Linked DNA regions of Hordeum vulgare: region 1 is linked to region 2. A link is a contact called in public Hi-C data. All regions are on one chromosome and are shown on one strand. The core of a region is the stretch at or near the end of the contact, and the rest is flanking DNA. Distances in the headings are between cores, read along the strand shown. Region 1 holds the start of LOC123450974 (inorganic phosphate transporter 1-11-like). Region 2 holds the start of LOC123450972.

The links. A called contact is a pair of places that touch in the nucleus more often than the background predicts.
Region 1: a contact with region 2 is called in a Hi-C map of seedling, with 3 times the contacts expected there. The contact joins the promoter of LOC123450974 here to the promoter of LOC123450972 in region 2. A contact is called at or near these places in 3 of 6 Hi-C or Micro-C datasets (leaf, seedling and an unstated tissue).

What each region holds. Positions count from the first base shown.
Region 1 is chr4H:4,175,378-4,182,522 of MorexV3_pseudomolecules_assembly, reverse strand. It overlaps LOC123450974 (inorganic phosphate transporter 1-11-like), which reads right to left and starts at 1,847. Exons shown (of 2, transcript XM_045127984.1): 1 at 691-1,847; 2 at 31-538. The coding sequence starts at 1,847. The coding sequence ends at 31. It overlaps TRNAP-CGG (a tRNA gene), which reads right to left and starts at 5,602; the gene lies at 5,531-5,602.
Region 2 is chr4H:3,940,883-3,947,413 of MorexV3_pseudomolecules_assembly, reverse strand. It overlaps LOC123450972, which reads right to left and starts at 3,301. Exons shown (of 2, transcript XM_045127982.1): 1 at 1,616-3,301; 2 at 832-1,437. The coding sequence starts at 3,071. The coding sequence ends at 1,319. LOC123450971 reads left to right here and starts at 5,402. Exons shown (of 2, transcript XM_045127981.1): 1 at 5,402-6,531. The coding sequence starts at 5,599.

The sequences.
Region 1 (7,145 bases), core at 598-3,097, 240 kb before region 2:
CGCTAGTTGGTATAGAAGATAAAATTCTCATCATGCATTCATCGACGATGGCGGCTGCCATTCGGTGCTTGAAGGAGGGGCCTTTTCAACATCCTTATCGACATGCCCAGCGGCCGCGCCAGCGACGTTGCCGTCCTCGCCGGAGATCTCTTCGAGCGACCGGCCCATCGTCTCGGGGACGAGGAAGGTGAAGAAGAAGCCGAGCATGTTGGTGACAGAGAGGATGATGAGCGCCTGCTTCATGTGCTTGGGGTCGCCCTTGAGGGTGAGGGTCTGCACCCCGAAGGCGGCGACGATGGCGCCCGCCTTGCCCGAGGCCGCGCTGATGGCATGGCATGTGGAGCGGACGCGCGTCGGGAATAGCTCGGCCGGCAGCACGAAGGTGGTGCTGTTTGGTCCGAAGTTTGCGAAGAAGAATGTGAGCGCGTAGAGGATGGCGAAGAGGGCGTGGCCGTTGCTCTTGAGGTATTCGTATTTGATGCCCATCACTAGCATGAAGAGGGACATCATGAAGAAACCAAGGAGCTGGATCAAGTACCTGCAATGCAATCAGTTTACGGCCGGATGTTCAAATGATGTCTAAATGTAAAACCAAGTCGGTCGGTGGCGCATGGACTGCATGCGTCTGCATATATATTCTTCCTCCGTTTCATAATTAATTATGAAATGGAGGGATCAGTAGATACGTACCTTCCCATCTTGTCGATGAGGGCCACGGTGACCCAGTAGCCAGGGAAAGTGCCGAAGAGGGCGATGAGGAACATGGCTCGTGATATCACGAACACCTCTCTCAGGGCGTTCATGGTGTCTGCGCCGCCGGTGAGTTTGATGGCTGGGAAGATGTCCTTCTGTGTCAGGTTCTGGCTGTAGAAGGCGATGTCGAGGAGGAACCAGGTGGTTGTGGTGCCGATGAGGTGCAAGCCGTGACGCCGGGCGAACTCCATGGACAACAGAGAGTATTCATTCGCCGCCCTGAACTTGGCGACCTTCTCCTGCTCCTCGTCGATGCGAATCTCCAACACTTTCTGCATGTCGTTGGTAGCCTGCTTGGCGTTTCCCTCTATGAGGGCCGTGTACCTGGCGGTCTCGGGCATCTTCATCCGCCAGTAGAAGGTGGCCACCGCCGGGAACGCCCCGAGCATGAGCACGATGCGCCACATGTAGTCCGCCGCGGGCTTCTGATCTTGAACTGAGTAGTATTTGTCCTCTTTCCACGTGGGCGCGGGGTTGTAGTGGAGGAAAATGCCGGAGACGATCATGGAGACGAGCCCCGCGAAGATGATGCCGACGCCCTGCATGGCGAACACGGCGGCGATGAAGGCGCCACGGGTCTTCTTGTTGGCATACTCGGACATGATGGTGGCGGATAGCGGGTAGTCCCCGCCGATGCCGAAGCCGAGCCAGAAGCGGAAGAAGCAGAGCGTGCCGATGACGGCGCCGGGGTCCCTCCCGAAGGAGAGGCCGGAGCCGATGGCGCACGCGGCCATGAGGACGAGCGTGATCCCGTAGACGCGCTTGCGGCCGAGCTTGTCCCCGAAGTAGCCGAAGACGAGCTGGCCCATGAGGGTGCCGACGAGCGCGACGCCGGTGACCATGTTGTTGATCCGCACGGGCATGGTGCCGGGCATGGGCGGGTTTTTGCCGAGGTTGGTGTCCGGGTAGTAGAGGCGGCCCAGCAGCTTGGAGACGGTGGTGATGCAGAAGAGGTCGTAGGCGTCGGTGAAGAAGCCCATGCCGGCGATCACGATGGCCTTCATGTGGTACATCTGGGTGCGCGCCGAGTCCAGCGCGTCGAGCACGGCAAGGTTCTGCCCCCCTCCTCCGCCCGCCGCCCCATTCTCCGCCATCTTCGTCCCAAACTTTTTCCTCCCCTCTCTCGATATAGGGCGCTTTTATGAGACGAGAATGAGACCGTGTGTGTGTCTCAATTAACTTTCAACTCAACTTCCGTGCTTGGCTGCTTGCTCGCCGTGGTTCTTATAACTGTGGTCTGGCCGGAGATAATGACGATGAACCGGAGGACGGCGGCAACGAGGGAAAACTGTCGTCGTCGCTCGTAGGCTCCGTCTGCCTCGTGCTGGTTGGCTGGCATGCAGCATATTCCGCGCACGACTCGGGTCATACATTTCTCATCGACTCAACACACACGGGCATACTTTTACAAATTAAGTAACACACATGGACAAACACACACGACAGAATAATACCCTTGGCAAAGACGAAAAATAAAGTATACATGACGGAAGCAGCCGTTCCATCTACTCCATCCGTTCCTAAATATAAGACATTTTAAAGATTTCATCGGTGACTACATACAGATATATATATATATATATATATAGACATAATTTTATGTGTAGATTCATTCATTTTATATCGTATGTAGTTCATGATGAAATCATTAAAAGATCTTATATTTAGAATGAGAGGAAGCGATGCATGTGCTTATTTTGTCTCCCTCGTGAAATTTACTTGGAGGCTAGTGCTGGGGAACGCACCTCGACATGGCAGGAGCGAAGGTAACTAGGGGCAAAAATGTGTCATTTTGGCGGGATATTCCACATCCGGTCGACCCCCTTGCTGGTCGGCGGTACGTACGTAGGTAGGTGCCGTAAGAATTAAGAGAGGCCGGCCAGCTGTATAAGACTTAATTTGTTTTTCAACGGTTGCAGGCCAACTGTCTGAATCATAAGTCGTGTGTGGTAATAAGAAAGACTGTTTGGCTAGACCTCAGTCAGTCGGTCAACTGAGGTTTAGCAAAGTCTTGGTCAAGTTCATGGCCATTGGATCATCAGCATTGAGATTCGTGTCGTACCTTGTATTATATTTTGGCAAATCTTGTTTCGCACCTTTGTCAATGTCTTGGTAATACTTTTCAAATTCACCAATATATTTGACATCAGGAACATTTTTTGCGTTCTGGTTTCATCATTTTTTTCTCCTGAAATAACAAGAAAACCGGCAGCCTTTTTCTCCAGATAACGGAGGGGCGGAAATAAGGCGAGCAAAAAGAAAAAGAACAAGAGCGTGAGTGAGAAAGTTATTGGGTCAGCCCATGTCAATTGACATGCGCATTATATGTATAACATGGAGCAGAAGGTGCAGAATAGGAGCACCCACATCCATCATGCCTCAAACAGCCTAGCCTATTTTGTTCGAAATCATTAATTAAGAAGTACTTTTTCAAAGGTCGGTACCACCTCCTCAGCTTGCGACAAGTGACGCATTTGCATGTGTGCCACTTGTCGCAATCGGTGAGTTAATTTTCGTAGATCCGTTATTTTAAAATATTTTTTTCTTAAACCGTGTGTTCAAATCTTGAGTCTTTTTCATCGTAGGATTCCTCGCGTCGAGATCTTTAAAACTAGATCCCGTGTTGATAGATTTTGAAGAAAAGAAAACTCACGAAAAAACTATGCCTCTAAAGAAAACACCCTTTTTTTTGGAGAGGCACAGCCGTGCCTCTCGCGGAAGCAAATCGTGCCTCTCACAAAAGCAAAATTGTGCCTCTCAAAGAAAAAAAAGTATGTTCTTTTTTTTAGAGGCACAGTCGCGAAAGCAAATCTGTGCCTCTAGAGAAAGGGAAAAAAAGAAAACACATTTTATTGTTTCCAGGAATCACGACCATGCCTCTTGCGGAAGATAAAATGCACCTCTCGAGGAAGGAAAAACACGTTTTTTTTTGTTTCGGAGAGGCACGATGGCTCTCGTAGAAGCAAAACCGTGTCTCTCGAGGAAGAAAAAAACGTGTTTTGTCACGCAATTGTTTTTAGATTTTTTTTCGTCCATAAGCTAAGAAAGACCAATGAAAAACGAAAACACCAAAATAATTAGAAAAAAATCATCTAAAAAGTCGAAAACACATGCAAAATAAAATAAAATCCATAGAACACGCCAAATGATGGCGCCTGATAGTGAGACTTAGGAGGCTCCAAAAGGAGCGCTGCTTAGATAGTTGCTCCCTATTATGTTTTTGGGCCTGTATTGTATACTTATGAATGGGTAAAATGAAATTTCTCCTATTCTTACCAAGATGGACGAATTACATAGGTGTAATTGTTTTGTGTATTTTCTTGTGTTTTCAACCGTTCTGCCATTTTTTTCTATTTCCTTTTCTTTTAGGTATGTTTTTTCATATTTGCTCCAACATTTCAGTTACCATTTCATTTCTCTTCTCCTCTTTCTGTTTATTTTTCTTCTTCTTCTTTTTAATACAATAATATTTTTTAATCTTTGTGGACATATGTAAAATTTAAATATTTTGATAAATTAATAAAAACTAAAATTCATCAATATTGCTTAAATTAATAGAATTTCTTAAAATCCGTGAAACTTTATTAATTGATGAACATTATTTTAAAACTGGTTAATATTAATTCTTTTTATACATTTTAAATACACGTACACTTTTAAACATTCATAATAATTTTATTTTTCTTTATTTTCATAATACATTAGTTGATATATTTTGGTAACATCAAATTGCTTTGAAACGAAAATAACTTTTATTTATGAAAAAATGAACATTAATGGGCCAGCCCATTAGAGCCCTTGTAGGAGTACTCATGAGTGAAAGGACTAAAGGCCTAAAGATGAATAAAAAAACCTTGACCTTTTTCAACCATTTTTAGATCTACTCTTTCCCTTTGGAAGATGAATAAAAAAGATTTAGGATTCACACATGCACAACATCACCATGAACTTGATTTTTTTTTACCATTTTAAGGATTTAAAGTACGCGCTTTGACGTTCTTTTTTTGAATTTGAGGGAACATATAAGGGTAAAAATATAAGAACAAATGTGAGTTTTGAATTCCCTTTCAGCTATACTACCCACAAGCACAAGGCCAGAACACACGAAGGATCTACTCAACCTAACTATAGACGCTAATAGGGGTTCCACGCACAACTGTGAATATCGTTATTTCCCAGCCACAACCCTTCAAATTCTCATAGATTTTTGTCAGTGTTGGGGCCTTCTGCTAACGTACAACGCCGTCGTTGATTTGTCATAGCGACCTCGTCTCTTGTTATGCCTCCTAAAGAAGTGATAACTCAGGGCTTGGTGAGTTGTTGCTAGTCAAGTCGAATGCTCGTACGCTAGAGCAGAAAGAAGAGAGATCATGCATGCATCTCATGCCTTCACCTGGAGCCAAGGAGGCTAGCTAGTCTAATATATAATGCTCACTCTTTTGAAGCATGACGGATATTTTCATAGTAGGCATATTTATTCTGTTGGTAATAATGTTTTTCACCACCATTCAAATAGAGTCATCAGCATTTAGTTTGACGCAACGCAACCACGTACGGCACAAGGACCTGTTGACATCCGTTATTGCATGCTGGATTCACATGTGGAAAGCACCATGGCTGCATGCGTCCATTAGTCGATCGATGCAGCGGCCTCGTTCCGAATCAGAATAAGGAAAAACAAAAAGGCAGCCCTGATAAATTTCGGTCAAATTTGGCTGAACTGTTGGCAGATTCGGTCCAACCGCCAACAATACCAACACAAATAATAAACAAAATGGGGGTGTTCCGAGAATCGAACTCGGGACCTCTCGCACCCGAAGCGAGAATCATACCACTAGACCAAACACCCGATTTTGTTAGTGGTCAGTGGCCGACAAATTTAATTAGGAGCCCACATATTATTTGCCTATGTCATCCCGTTGATGAGCTAGGAAGAAGATAGTGAATAGCTATTAGGCACTTGTTGCAGGGAAGATGGAAATCCAAGTAAAATGTACATGCCGGGTTGACACAAGCTAAGCAGAAAGAAAAGCCTGTGCAGGATGTACCCGGGGATAGCTGATTCCAAGCTCATCTATTCCGGGGCAAACCGTAAATTCATTATTGCCGCTCCTCTATCACCCCCCCCCCCCCACCGGGTCTGACCGTTGGATACCGTGCTGGATCGTCGGGCCCCCCAAAATTCGCGGGAGGGGTTTGATTGGCCCCCGTCATGTGTCACGACAACATCTTCTATCCTGTCTGGATACGATTAACTTGACACAAGGACGGGATGTGTTTACTACATCTAAGCCCTTCACCGTTGACTCTATGTATCGTACGGTCTCGCACAAAAACATTCCAGTGGACAATGATAACCAAATATGGAAAGTTAAGATGCCACTAAAAGTTAATATTTTCATGTGGTATCTCCAGAGAGGAGTTGTGCTAACTAAAGGCAACCTCATTCGACGCAACTAGAAAGGAAGCAAGACGTGTATTTTTTATACTCATGACGAGACAATCAATTCAATGCAAATTTGCGCGTTTCACATGACCAGTCATCCAAATAGCGTCAAATATGTATCCACCAACAAATCTTGCCAATATATATGGCCAATGGCTTGACGGAATACAAAATATTTTTAGTACGCTAATACGGGTGGGAGGGTCTTCCTTATTATGGCCGTTTTGGCTATGTAGAAATAATTATGTTTTTAATTGCAAAGTCTCTTCTTCTATGCAGGCTATTTACCGTTGTACGCACTCGTTTCGTATGTGGAGTGCCAATCACTGTTCAAAACGGTGTATATGCGGTTAGAGCGGGTGGCCAGGAAGGTTTTTATCCAACATGGATGATAAAATACTCTCCGTATCGGCCCACCTTCTTCATCGACATAGGCATAGTTTCTGTCTCATATGACTTTACTGTTGCCACTTTGTCATTTTATAATCTTTGTGAGACTGTTCGTTTGATGGTTGTGTGCATCCTAATTATGCAAAGACCGGGTGTTGCTCTTTCTGTTTTGTATCTGCTCGATGCTATATTTTAAGTTAATAAAGCGCCATTTATTGAAAAACGGATCTCCATGCAAGATCAAAGGCATAGTATCGATTGATTGAGACATAACGAAGTCTAAGTCGACTTATACTTCGCAAAACTTATTTATTTAACCTAAAAAACCAGATATGTCCATGATTAGACTATGGAACCTTTTACAAGCCAAAAAGGACAAGCGCATTATAGGTGGACGTTGGTAGCTTAGGAAGAAAACTGATACTCACGTAGGGCGGAGGGTGAGCTCAACCTCGAACCAAAGAAGCAACGGATTGAGCAACCAGCGCGAAAGCCGTTGCGCGTTATCATGCCCTAAAAAATCCACGTAAGTCTTTCAACCTAGCTAAGTTTTATT
Region 2 (6,531 bases), core at 2,052-4,551:
CACTTGGACCTCTTTATAGTTCCTACTAGAGATGAAGCACGTATAATTTTCCATGTGGGTTTGCCTTTGATTTGACAAACATGCAAGTTTCTAAAATGCATTTTCTCCAGTATTTACCAGGATTCATGCGTTTTTCTTATTTCTGTCAAACATGTAAGTTTACAAAATTCCTATATTTTCTAAAAGAAGTCCTCTGTTTTGCACTTGTATGTCTATCATATTCTTGTGTCTGTCCTTTCCTATGCTTTCAGAATCCCGTGTACCAAAGAGGCCCTTTTGATTGGAAACAGAGACGGGTTTCACATTACAATTTCAATCAACAAGCTTAATGATTTCTAATTAGTCTGAAGATCATCATCCACTGACGGTGTTGCCCGTCTCCAGGCATTCAGAGCTGCAGGAAGAGCAACTGACGGTATGTTTCCAAGCAAAAACACAAAATCTTCCTTCTTTTACATGCTGAATAACATTCAAGATATTAAAACAACAAGTAGAAGAAGATATAAACCCCCGGCCACAGCCCGAGTGACTCCTAGCACAGGCCAAGAAAATGAGAAAGCAGCTAACCAATTCTGATAGAAAAATGACTGGTTGCAAGCACAAACAAACAAATCTGGTATCACAATAAACACTTTCTACATGGCTCAAAATTTTGATAAAATTCCCCACCCATCCAAACGGAGATTTTGCGTCACTGGCAAACACATGTCAGAAACAATACTCAGCCAACTCTCCATAGGGTTATGGTGTTAACAACCAATTCCGCAGGTTATGATGCACACGAAGACAGCCGCGGGCAACAGAAAACATAAAGGGGTAGCACAACTGACATAATATATAGTTCATACAGAGTTCTAATAATACAAGCTCGTATGATAAACAAGCCGGTAGGGTAGAGTAGCGATAAGACAATGAAGAAAGGAACTCCAGAACAGGGTCTAGAGAGCCATAATTATAACCCTAAGATAAATAAAAGACAGGCAAAGGAAGGAGCAGACCAGCAGACATATAATCCACTACTCCCCCTCCATCCATTGATACCGAGTTGCTTGATCTATAAAGCGGGGCAAAAGCCTATTTCGACCATCCATTGATACCCAGCACCAATCTCTGGCAAAACAGCTTCCATGCAACCTGAAGCCGGTAGGGTATAGTAGGCGGTGAGACAATGAAGAAAGGAACTCCTGGACAGGGTCTAGAGGGCCATAATCCTAAAATAAATAAAAGACAGGCAAAAGAAGGGGCAGACCAGGAGGCATGATGATCTACTACCCCCACCATTGATACCAATCTTAGGACATACAGCTTCCATGCAACCTCACGAATAAGAAATCACCATGGCGTCGTCTTCTTCAGGATCTTCAACATCTTTAATATGCTTCTTGCTAGGGCATTTCAGCAGCGGCACCCCTGGTCGTTTAGATGTTTGCTGTGTACCTGGGATGTCAAATTCCAGGTTTCTTCAGTAATAGTTTGGGAAAGAAGAACCGGTCGACAAACAACTAGCGCTAATACAACAATTAACCATTCTATATATAAAATCTCCGTGCTGAAAGACTACTGAAAAAGACCCAAACTTGATAAGCATGTGTGTCACAAGAGAAGCAGGGGTTACCTGGAGCGGGTTGGAGATATGCGGAGATCCTGCTTGCGTCGTAGCCCTTGGCTAAACAATAAGTCCTCTTAGCAGGGAACTCCACCACTTGCTCGGCAGTCTCGTTCTCCATGTCGACAGCAAGCACCCAAGCTGTGCGTTCCATTGGGCTGAAGCTATTCTTGGCGAGGAAGTAAACAATGGCATCATTGTTCTGCTTCTGCAGGCTGAGTGTGGGCATGCCAACGCAAAGAGACGACAATGTTGGCAAGGTAGCGGCGGCACGAGCTGCATCAACCTTTATATGGGTGGAATCGAGCTTGCCTTCCATGCGCCATTCCTTGGGCCAGGACCGACGGGCCTTCTTGATGCTCCACGTTGTGACCATCCAATCACTGGTGCCCGGTTGAGGCTGCATGTCAACGTACTTGATGGTGTCGCCGACGACCGCAATGTCGCGAACAGACCTTGCCTCGATACGTGGCCACATCGTGTCGGGTGTGGTCGGCAGCTTCAGGCAGCTGAGCTTGGGGCGTTTGGCGAAAACGTCGCAGAAGACGATGTTGCGCCAGAGATCCACCCAAGCAACGGTGCCATTGCTTCCTCCGATGGTGAGTGTCTTGTTTGTCAAGTGTGTTCCTGTACATGAACCCATGACCACCGGCTTGTTGCTCCAGGTCTTGGTAGCAGAGTCATAGATGCAGAGGTTAGGAGATTTTTCACCCCAGAAATAGTAAGCTCGTGCGACAACGACGAAGTGATCTGCCTCCGCCTCGGCCTCTCCATGTCCATGGGGGCGTAGGGCGAAGTGGCGATCCGCCTCGGCCTCTCCATGTCCATGGGGGCGTAGGGCGAAGTGGCGATCCGCCTCCATCTCCGCCTCTCCATGTCCATGGGGACGGGGGTGTAGGGCGAAGTGGTGGGATCGGAGGGTTAAGTCGTTGTGGTTGGTGGTGTTTTTGGAGGATTTGTTGGGTTTGCGCATGATGGCGAGCGAGGGCCCGTTGAGTTTGTGTTGGAAGCCGGGGAGTTGGTCAAGTTTGCGGGAGAGGGCGTCGTAGACGAAGTAATGGCGATTTCGGGGATACCAGTGATCGGTGTGATGGTTGCCGGTGGCGAGGCATAGGAGGACGAGGCCGCCGTCGGTCTCGGTGGCGAGGATGTGGGGCGTGACGGGGAACTCGGTGTGGTCCATGTGGGAGGTGTGGACGCAGAAATAGGAGACGAGGGGCGGGGCGACGGCGCAGAAGGTGACCTTGAGGCGGCCCGTGAGGCTGGGGCCTTCCATCTCGCAGACGGCAGTGGTGGCGTTGTCCCGGTCGACGAAGTAGGCGCGTGGGTCGATGAGGACGAACGGTGGCAGCTCGCCGCCGTCGGGATAGCCATAGGCGGGAGGAGCCATCTCCTCGACCGATTCCTCGTCCTCGCCGTCGCTATCGCTATCGGGGTAGCCGTAGCCGTAATCGGGAGGTGCCATCGATCCTCCCTCCCAGGCTTGCCGTCAATCGATCCCAAAACGATTGCCTTGTTCAAGGATGGATCGCAAATCAATCGTTGATTCGTCTTGGCTGGGTCTGCGTGGATGGATTTATGTGGTGGATTGGCGCGATTGATCCGAGTTGGGTGGGGAGATCGATTCGAGATGGAGACGAATTGCAGTGGGAGACGGAGTAAAAGGGGATCGACGCAGGACTCCGCCGCCGCCTCCTGCTGCTGGTGCTGGGAAGAGAGTAATTTTTTTTTTGAACTGGGAACATTTCATTCCATTAATCAGCAGCACGCCAGCCAGAGTCGGCGGCAACTATACCTTTGGCAAAGGTAGGAGCAAGACCCGGCCATACGGCTTGGGGTTCAAACACCATCTTCGACCCATGCATCGTGAGAGCGTCTGCAACCTTATTACAAGCCCGTGGGCGATGAACTATGTCGAAAGAAATAAAGTTTAAAGAAACAAAAGCTTTAATCTCTTGGAACAAACTTCCATTTGTAGCCAGATCATATCTTGATGTCTTGATCGCCGAGACCAACGTGGAAGCATATGTTTCCAGCACCACATTGCCGATGCCTAACTCCTGCGCCTTATAGATAGCACGGATGCATGCCTCCGCTTCAGCTTGTAGTGCATCGTAGACATTGTTTACCCGCCCCGCTGCCGAGACCACAATATCGCCTTCATGGTCCCTGATAATAAACCCCCACCCTCCTGTCGAGGTGTCCCTCTGGTAGCTACCATCAGAGTTAATTTTCAGAATACCTTCTGCTGGTTTGGTCCATTTAGTGATCTCTCGTTACTGGTTCTGCTTACTCCCGCCAAAGAACTCCATATACTCCTCGGCTGTACGTCGTGTCTGCCAGCCCAGCATTTGTATGTTGATCCGAGTCTGGTCCACTTTGAATTTGTTGCGGTCATTCCACCAGCTCCACAGCAGTGCTATGACGGTTGTCGTCTGTGCAAGAGATCCAACTAGCATCACCCGTATCACCTCCTTCGGATCATGAAGTAATATGCATGCACGCCTCACCTCCTCTACCCCCAGGTTCCGCCATAGCTATTTTGCGCCTTTAACTGGAAGAGAAGGTGGCTCCCGTCTTCGTCGCGTCTTTGGCAGACCGGACAGCGGGTATCTACCTCGATACCCCTCCGTTGTAGGTTTACTCGTACGGACACTTTTACTAGTACCTAATAATAAAGAGACTATTGCTTCTGACCGTACGTCACCGAAATTGCCACTAAAGTGATTTCACCAAGTGATAAAAAATGTTTCACATGGGAGAATCCCCGCCTGGGCCGGGCCATGCAGTAGAACCTTCTATACTGCACTTTGCACGCTAGGAAAAGACACAACACTCTTGCACGTCCACACGGCCTGTTTTGAAATTTCGTTTTTTATTTTTCATTTTCCTTTTGCATATTCGTTTTTCTCTTTTAAATAATTTATAATATCAGAAAAATCCGAAAATGAAAGAATGATATTTTTGAAATAAAATGTTTAATAATTAATAAATGTCCGTGGATTCAGAAATGTTTGCAATTTAAAAACATTACATATTCAAAAAATATTTGCAATTTGGCAAGCAAATGTTTGGGAAATAAAAAAATAATGTAATGAACTTTTAGAATCTTTCGTGTATTAAAAAAGGTTGATGAAATTGTAGAACATTTTGCCAATTCAAAAAAAATCATGAATTGAAAAATATCCTAGAAATTCAAAAATTGTTTGTGACTTACAAAATAGATTATTGATTCATAAAATGTTCGCTGATTCAAAAAATGATCATATATTAAAAAATTATTTATTAAATCAAAAACAATGTCCGTGAATTTCAGAAATTGTTCCGTCAAAAACTTTTTAAAAAATGTTTTCGATTCTAGTAATGTTCGCCTATTCAAAAAAAAATTCCAAAAATATTCAAAATTTTAAAAGAAATGTTTGCAAATAGTATAAAATTTGCATGAATTCAAAAAAAATAGTCATGATCTTAGATAATGTTCAAAAAATTGTAAAAATGTGAACGAATTTGAATAATGTTGACGAATTCAGATATGCTCACGAGTTTAAAAAAATGTTCATGGTTTTCAAAAATATTGATGATTTCACGAAAATAAGATCGATAGTGTATGTCGGTGATGCAGCAAAATGTGGTCATGGCCATTAAAGATTATTATTTTTTTCTCCCGATGCAACGTACGAACCGTTTTCCTATAGTATATAATACAGTACAAATGAACAACACAGAATAGCGAGGTGGTTCCGCGTGGGCTGCGGCCTACGTAAAGTGGCGGCGGTCAGGAGGAGGAGGCCCGAATAAAAAAGAAAGAACGCTCGTCCTCCTCACTCTGTTCCGAGGCGGCGTTGATCCCCTTTGACTCCGACCACGACTGAAATTCGATTTCGATCTCGCTACCTTCCCATAAATCCATCGATTTGTGATCCATCGAGCTTCAGCCAGGCAATCGATTTGTGATCCATCGAGCTTCAACCAGCCAATCGATTTGTGATCCGATGGCCGATTACGGCTACACCGACGGCGGCGGCGGCAAAGAATCGGTCGAGGAGAAGGGCAGGCAGTGGCCACCGGCTCCTCCCGCCTACGGCTACCCCGACGGCGAGGACGAGCGGCCGCCGTACGTCCTCATCGATCCGTGCGCCTACTTCGCCGACCGGGACAACGCCACCACCGCCGTCTGCGAGATGGACGGCCTCAGCCTCACCGGCCGCCTCAAGGTCACCTTTTGCGCCGTCGCCCCGCCGCTCGTCTCCTACTTCTGCGTCCACGCCACCCGCATGGACCACACCGAGTTCCCCGTCACGCCCTACATCTTGGCCACAGAGACCGACGGCGGCCTCGTCCTCCTATGCGTCGCCACCCGCGACGGCGACCATCACTCCGACTTCTTGCGCCCCCGAAATTGCCACTACTTCGTCTACGACGCCCTCTCCCGCAAACTTGACCGCCTCCCGCTCCCCGGCTTCCAACACCGACTCAACGAGCCCTCGCTCGCCATCATGCGCAAACCCTCCAAAAACACACGCTCCAGCCCCCATCCCCATGGACATGGACATGGAGACGCGGAGGCCGAGGCCCATCACTTCGTCGTTGCCGCACAATCTTACTCTTTCTGGCGTGGAAAATCTCCTCACCTCTGCATCTATGACTCTGCTACAAAGACCTGGAGCAACAAGCCGGTGGTCATGGGTTCATCGTATCCAGAAGTACACATCACAGGCAAGACACTCACCATCGGAGGAAGCAATGGCACCGTGGTTTGGGTGGATCTCTGGCGCAACATCGTCTTCTGCGACGTTCTCGTCAAACGCCCCAAGCTTGGCTACCTGAAGCTGCCGAGCGCACCCGACATGGAGCCACCTTTCGAGGGAAGGTCTCTTCGCGACATTGCCGTCGTCGGCGACACCATCAAGTATGTTGACATGCTG